Regions from separate parts of the Mus musculus genome. Here region 2 is linked to region 1. A link is a contact called in public Hi-C data. All regions are on one chromosome and are shown on one strand. Each heading gives the region's core, a stretch centred on a gene start, on an enhancer-like site or on the middle of the called end of the contact. The rest is flanking DNA. Distances are from core to core; before and after follow the strand shown. Region 1 has its middle 15 kb from the start of Gm39831. Region 2 overlaps Tanc1 (tetratricopeptide repeat, ankyrin repeat and coiled-coil containing 1).

What was found. Hi-C and Micro-C count contacts between places; a contact is called where the count stands out from the background.
Region 2: a Hi-C map of uterus shows a contact between it and region 1. The contact joins two enhancer-like sites. A contact is called at or near these places in 6 of 484 Hi-C or Micro-C datasets (the N1E-115 cell line, embryonic fibroblasts, embryonic stem cells and 2 more), 3 of 115 datasets of contacts at active chromatin or transcription factors (embryonic stem cells and intestinal villus epithelium) and 1 of 9 other capture datasets (embryonic trunk).

Annotation. Positions count from the first base shown.
Region 1 is chr2:59,525,599-59,529,556 of GRCm38.p6, reverse strand. No RefSeq gene overlaps it. Among named protein-coding and RNA genes, the nearest start is that of Gm39831, 15 kb to the right of the region's middle. Within about 2 kb of position 2,461, at least 15 of the 459 cell types and tissues checked have an H3K27ac peak or open chromatin away from gene starts, as enhancers often do. A contact at or near this core is called in uterus, where this site is marked.
Region 2 is chr2:59,668,423-59,672,267 of GRCm38.p6, reverse strand. The region is part of intron 2 of Tanc1 (tetratricopeptide repeat, ankyrin repeat and coiled-coil containing 1); the gene reads right to left. Among named protein-coding and RNA genes, the nearest start is that of Tanc1, 58 kb to the right of the region's middle. Within about 2 kb of position 1,322, at least 189 of the 459 cell types and tissues checked have an H3K27ac peak or open chromatin away from gene starts, as enhancers often do. A contact at or near this core is called in uterus, where this site is marked.

The DNA.
Region 1 (3,958 bases), core at 1,212-3,711:
GTCTCACTTGAAAGGCTTTGGTGTTTACCCCGAGGTTCTGGTCCCAAAGCACCAATTTTACAAAGCCACGCAATGAGAGGCAAGGCTGTTTCTTCAAACCCCCATGCTTCTTCACCCAGCCTTAAATAACGCCAACAGTGGGAACCATAAAGGTCTACCCCTTTTAGCCTTCTGTCTTCTTCTGGCATTAATATTCAATAAAAGCAGTGGATAAAAAAAATTCCTAAGTCCTCCCCTCCCCCCAGACATAGAGTGAATAGCAGGGCATTTTATAAGTTATTGATCAAATTCTAGTTCAGGAGAGAAAGCTAAATGTGTGGGACTGCAGAAAGAGACACTTTGCTGCTGTGTGACCTTAGACCGGTCACTGCCCCTTTCTGAAGCCCGGTCTACTGGAATAACAAGGTCTACTGTTTCTGTTCACTCTCAGTCTTAAGTAAGTCAACAAAAACGTCCTTACAGAATCCCACTCAGTACCTAATAGTTCCCACTGTTAGTCTTTCCTTTTGTCTTAGCTTTCCTTCCCGTGGGAAGTGGCTTGCCTCATAGGGCTCAAAGGAGAAACTGTATGAGCGATGGTTTATAAATGTGAAGTCCTGCTGCAGAGGTTGCTGTTGTAAAGCAGGCTATTCTGTTTTCATCACAGTTGTTAGTCACTCCTCTGTGTTCCAGACATTCTGGAGAGTCTATGCACAAAATGAACGGCAAGTTACTTGGGTCCCAAAAGCCCTTTGGAGGAGAGAGTGATACAACGTAGCAGGCTTCTGGCCTTTAAGACATTAAGTTGTGAAGAAAGGAACCCATTTATATTATGTTACTTTTGAGATAGGGCATCACTGTGTCACCATGGCTGGAATTAAAGTCATGACCCTCCTGCCTCAGCCTCCTGAATGCTGGGACTATGGTCATGTACTGCCATGCCTAGCTTCCCAGAGTTTTGACTGGGAGAAAAAGTCCTTGTTAACTGCTCTACTGCGCAAGGGAATCTGAAGAACTATCTCCAATATTCAGCTTGAAAACAGATTGGGACGAACACACACACACACACACACACACACACACACACGAGTTAAATACTCTTGTCAAAGCTATGAAAACCTGCTGGGTGGTGATGGTGTATGCCTTTGATCCAAGCACTTGGGAGGCATAGGCAGGGGTAATCTCTGAGTTTAAGGCCAGCCAGGTCTACAGATCAAGTTCAGAGACAGCCAGGGTTATAAAAGAAAAACAAAACAAAACAAAACAAAACAAACAAACCTAAAACTCAGGGACTCAGCGATTCTTAGCACTTGAGCATCATCTCTTACATTGTTTGCCCTGGAAATGCTCTCTGAATCTGTAACCATAGCAGGATATTGCAATGGAAGGCTCAGCTCCGTGTTGAGCTGCGATAGGCATAATATTTCAAAGTTAGGCCGTGGACACCATCTATGGAACAAAAATGGACTTCCAGATTTTGCCCTCTTTTCCATGGAAAGACATATTTATCCTCTCTGTATGTACATAGGACATACATGTACATTGCCAAGGATATAGGGATGCGGGGCCATGACCTCAGGCCATGTAAAGCATTCTTAGGTACTGTGAGTTGTGACAAAGATTCCCATGGAGGAAGCTCTAAAAAAACCCCACAAAACCCCATCAGAGAAGATAAATCAGTTACACGCAATCATATACCATTTCCTGTTGCTATGAGAAAACATCTGAGACCTTGTAACTTAAAAAGTGTAGCGGTGGGTATAGTTCGTGACTCTGGAATCCATGACCACGTGTGTGGGTCAGAACACAGCAGAGAACCGAAGGGCAATCTGTGTAAGAGATGGAACACGGGGTGTGGGTACACTTTATCACAACTTTCTCACTCAAACGTACACTCAGTCCCTCAGGAAAGGCTGTAATTCTCCTCTAACTATTGCATCAAAGCCTTCACCTTCTGAGACACCCACAGTAGCAGCCAAATTTCCAACAGGAGTTTCAGAATGGACAAACCATATCGAAACGTAGCATCAACCCATCAGCAAGAAGAGTGGGGAGCACCTCTTGGCTTTTGTTTTGTTTTTGTTTTGAAGTGCAGTTTCAAGTAGTCCAGGCTGGCCTTGAACTCTCACTGAGGTCATCAAGCTGGCAGTGGGGATCATGGAGAAGTTGACAGCTCCTTTTCCCCCACCACAAACCTCCCCAGGAGCCACCTTAGCCCTCAGAGTTTAGGGTTTTACTTGGGACCCAGCATTTAAAACCTGACCAAGTGTTTGTTTGTGTTCTAAGAAACAGTTTCTCCCTGAGGACCTTCAACTACACAGATAAGCATCGTCCTGCCTGAGGTTTTTGGCAATGCCGCCCTGCTAGTGGTCATTAGGAAGTGCGTGGGAGTCTGTTTTGATTGTCACAATGGTTGGTGGGGAGGAGGATGAGGCGAGACTTTATAGAGCAAAGGTCTGGGATGCTAAGCATCCTAGAATTCCCAGAATTGTCCTGCATGAAATTGGACCAGCTCCACCCCCGTGGAGCTACACCCTCAGAAGCCAGGCCTTGGAAAGAATGGGGGCTGGCCGAAGTATAAGCACATTTTAACTGTGTTCCCTTTGTGCTTACCCACTGTGTCCGTGACACCGAGATTGAAATTCCTGCGCTGACCTATAAAACTCTTCCTGATGCTCAGGCCTCCAAGCTGCATCGATGCTGTGAAGCCAGGCAGGAGCTCATGGACTGATTGCAGCCTGGAGCCTTAGAAGAGCTGGCCAGGCTTAAACCTGCTGGGGTCGGGGCACTGAACTCCAGGATTGGCTAGGCTGAGAAAACCTGGCAGGGTCTGATTATGTTTGACGGAATCACCTCTGTTTTTGGTCTTGGAAGTCTCTGAATGAACTAGCTCACACAAGGTAGTTGTCATGTGACTGATTTAAGATCCTGAGATGCATGGATACCTGATTATGCAGGTCGGCCAAGGTTAGCCACAGAGATTCTTATTACAGGGATGGCAAGAGCCAGAGTCCAGAAAAGGACATTCATGGTCAGAAGCTGAAGTCAGAGAGGTTTGTTTTGATGATGATGATGTGTGTGTGTGTGAGTGAGAGAGAGAGAGAGAATGTGTGTGTGTGTGTGTGTGTGTGTGTGTGTCTGTGTGTCTGTGTGTGGTACTAAGAATGTTCTAGAAGTACACACCTGGTTTGAGGTGTAGTAGAAGTCTTCCTTCTCAGGAGGCCTGGCAGGTCTCGGCATGTTACCTGAGGAATCTTGTTTTGTTTTTTGTTTTTGTTTGTTTGTTTTTGTTTTACTAGACAGGGTTTCTCTGTGTAGCCCTGGCTGTCCTGGAACTCACTCTGTAGACCAGGCTGGCCTCCAACTCAAAAATCCGCCTGCCTCTGTCTCTCAAGTGCTGGGATTAAAGGCGTGAGCCACCACCGCCCGACCTGAGGAATGTTGTAGCCACAGCAAACTAAATTTGAAGTTTCCAAGGAGACAGTGAAGGAGGCCCAGAAATTTTCTTCATCTGCTCTCAGCAACCTGCAGCCATGGCCCAGGACTTCATGATAGAAATGAGTGCGTGCAGGAAAAGAATCCAAAGGAGCGACAGGAGTTCTGCATCATTCCTGGTTTTCTCAGGTAGTGAGTGTGGCCCCTTTGGGTGGAAAATTAGATGCCACTTCAGGTGCATTCACCGGAGGCTTTCAAGGGTTTCTCTCACCTTACCAACACCTGCATGATCCAATGCCATCTCAGATCTTGCAAAAGTAAAAACTGGACTAGCAAAGTAAAAACTAGAGAAAATTAAAAGGGTGAAATTGATAACCAACACCTCTTTCACTGGGGCAGATCACAGCATCCACAGGTCAGGGACTCCGACGGCCATTTCAATATTACCTGAGAAGTTCTACTACAGGCCCCACAGTCTCTTGTCTTCCCGCAGAACATACATAAATATTTAGCTGCAAACTTCAGGACAGAATAAAGCCAGACC
Region 2 (3,845 bases), core at 73-2,572, 140 kb before region 1:
CCACTGGTAATTAAGAGGGTGGAGGGACTGTCAGATCAAGGCACAATGACAGCCCTGAGAAGTAAAGTCTGACAGAAGAAAATACACAGTTTAGCCTTTCAATTCCCCAAAGCACCCAGGGACATCAAAACAATACAAGACAAGACACACGAGGACCGGCTCAGAAAGATGACCCTGGGCAGCACGAAGATGACGAGGCCGAACTGTCTCTAAGACCCAAGTATTCTCTAACACACAATGGGGTCTGCAGCCAACCTCAATGTTCTGTCTCCTGGTAACCCCCAGGACCCCGGCAGCCCTTCTCGGAAGTCAGGGCGCACCACTCGGCACTGCCATTTGGATGTGGAACTTCCCCTGGCTCCCACCACAGCCGTCATGCCCTCACCTACCTTTTTGATGGTAAAAGCCCCTTCACCAGATTACGGGCTTCTCAGAGTACAGGGCTCCAGTGTGGGGTGGAAGCCACGCCCTTCCTCTCTGAATTACAGCTAAAGCCTGTGGGCTCAGTCAACTCAATCATCCAGAACTCCTGGGGAAGGCAGCATTTAAATGGGTGTGTTTTAAGACAGTCTTCCATACTCTGTAAAGGTTATCATTTCTCCTGCTTTGAGGTTAATAAAATGAGTTGACATAGTAGGGCTCTGCAATCAGTGAGGTAAGCAGTAACTACCTTGGGATGGAACCTGTATGAAACAGAGAACCAAGCAATAAATTCAGCACGGTGCATAAAGGCACTGGGGGGGGGGGGGGTTCCCTTGCTCAAAAATATTAGAACAGACCTACTTGATAGGCAACAGCATTCAAAACCACTGAGTTGTTTTAGGTTTAATGAAGAAATTACTGTAATAAGCTTAACCTGGTAGTTGTGTAAGATAAGGCTGCATACTTAGTTTGAGGATGTGGGAGTGGGTGCACTAAACAATTAAAGCTATTAACTAGCAAGGAGTTACAATGCACACTATAGTCCTGGGTCTTAGAAATCTGAGGCAGGAGGGTCATGAGCTCTGGCGTAGTCTAGCCTGGGCTACTAAGACCCAATCTCAAAATGGGAAATAAAATCCACATGTGCGTCTATATCCAAAAAACACCATCCTCGGTATTGTTTCAAACTTATTAAATACGATTCTTTCACTCAAACCCCAGTCATTTACAACCAATGCAGGCCCAAACGACTGCCCAAGGCACTAAGAACCTCTCAGCTGAGGTCCAGGCAGCCAGGATTTCCAGGCCTGGTCGGCTGTTTTCAGTGTCCACAGCCCTCTCTTCCCACAGCCAAGCCTCTTAACCCTTGGCCCCACCCCGTCCCTTCCTGGCTCAATCCAGTGGGAACTTCTGCACTAGAGATTTAAATAGCCCCTGGCCCAGTCACTCTAGTTAGCAACCCTGACCCTGTGTCCGCTTCCTCTCCTGCAGCGCACAGGCCTAGCCCACCCTCTACCTCCGTTCTGATAAGGAACCCGGGACTCTCCCCAGATAACCTGTTAAATCCCCTAGGGCTGAGATGCTACCTTGCTCTTGGGTTTTGTCTAAGACACTGGCAGTCACTCTGAATCCACATGGCCACAGCAGGTTAGGGGACACAGGGTGTGCCCTACCCACCCCCATGGGTAGAACCCTCAGGACCGTTCAGGCCATTCATCCTATTCCTCCCGAAGACCCTTGCCCTGCTCTTTTGGAACAAGGACTTCCTCCCAGCTGCAGACAGGCCTGCTGTCCCCACCCCTGGGCAGGGAGCTCCAGGCCCAAGGCTTGGCACTGATTAGGAAATGACTCATCGCAAAGCACCGAAGGGGCCTCTGGCTATGGTACAAGTAAGTCACAAGATCTGGATCTATCTATCCAATCAGAGGGAGGAGGAAGAGGAGGACAAAGAGGAGGAGGAAAGGGAAGAAGAGGAGGAAGAGAAGGAAAAAAGAAGGAGGAGGAGCGGAAAAATAAAATCCTAGCTGAGTGCTCACGCTGACCTGGGGTGAGCTGAAGCCACTGTACCCACAGCAGCCCGCTAGCTCTAAGGTAAAAAGCTGAAGTCAGAGACATAACAACGGCTGTGTGGGCAAAGAAGGCCAAAGGAGTCCCGTGGACAGTTCCAAAGCTAATAGTTACTGGCCACAGGTGGCTGAGGCAGCAGAATTCCTAAAAGTTTCAGGCCAGTCTAGGCTAGGGATTGACAACCTGTATCAAAACCAAAACCAAACAAGAGAGAAACAAAAAGGCAAAACTGTTCCTTAAATTACAGTATCAGACTTATATACAACCCGTACAGTGGCTAACACTATAACTACAGCATGGAGAGGGGGGTTGCTGAGGCCTGCCATAACTTTGAGGCTAAGCTTGAGTTACAGAGTGTGACCTTTGCTCCACCCATACTACCCCATCCCACCCCACCCCACCCCAAAAAAGGAAAAAAAAGAAAAAGGCTAAATGGACTATTCTTTCCTAGACAACAAAGTTGCCATGTTCAAAGCTAAATATATAATATATATTATATATATAATACATATTATATATTTATATATACACACACACACATATATATATAGTATATATATGTACTGCTTTTGACCTGTAGAAATACCTTTCCTCACTCTGTTTTATAACTCTGCTTTTGATCTCATTAAAAATCCAGAAAACCCACCCCATAATCAGCATCCAAACGCTGACACCATTGCATACACTAGCAAGATTTTATTGAAAGGACCCAGATGTAGCTGTCTCTTGTGAGACTATGCCGGGGCCTAGCAAACACAGAAGTGGATGCTCACAGTCAGCTAATGGATGGATCATAGGGCTCCCAATGGAGGAGCTAGAGAAAGTAGCCAAGGAGCTAAAGGGATCTGCAACCCTATAGGTGGAACAACATTATGAACTAACCAGTACCCCGGAGCTCTTGACTCTAGCTGCATATATATCAAAAGATGGCCTAGTCGGCCATCACTGGAAAGAGAGGCCCATTGGACTTGCAAACTTTATATGCCCCAGTACAGGGGAACACCAGGGCCAAAAAGGGGGAGTGGGTGGGCAGGGGAGTGGGGGTGGGTGGATATGGGGGACTTTTGGTATAGCATTGGAAATGTAAATGAGTTAAATACCTAATAAAAAATGGAAAAAAAAATCCAGAAAACCCAACCTTTCCATTTTTTTTCAGTCCTGGCATGAAAAGTATACAGTCATTTAAAATGTGAAAGTACACCAACACTTCCTCGTGACACGGGGAAGGGCTTCCTTTACTGTCAAGTTCTCTCCCAAATAATTCTCTAAGTTATTGGCCAAAAATAAGGCCCCCGGTTCAGCAAGACAAACGGCCAACCTGTGATAAACAGGGTGAATACATACAAGCTTTACAGAGACTAAGAGGCTGTTCTCTGGGCAGAAGAGAACCCACTACCACCACCACGAGCCATGAGTAAGGCACAATGAAGCTACTTCAAACCTAACAGGGTGACAGAGGGACAGGAGGGGGGAGGAAAGTGGGATGGAGAGAGAACTGAAATCAGGACGGCAAAGCAGTGTCTGCATGCAGCATTCACAATAAGCATGGTAGAGAAGCAAACTAAGAACCCATAATGACAAAGAATACATTCGTGTGTCTATACAATGAAGTACTATTCATCCTTAAAAAGGAAGGAAATTCTGGGCTAGGGATCGTAGTTCAGTTGGCAGAATGCTGGCCTGCACGTGTGTAGGAGGCCCTAGGCTCCATCTCCAGTCACACACACAGTAGGTGTGATATGACCTCTAACGCCAGTACCTGGGAGGTGAGAGCACAAGGCCAGTTTGGGCTGAATAAGACCCCGATATATCTAAGAGTGTGTGGAGGAGGGACATGGAGAAAACTCTTCATACAG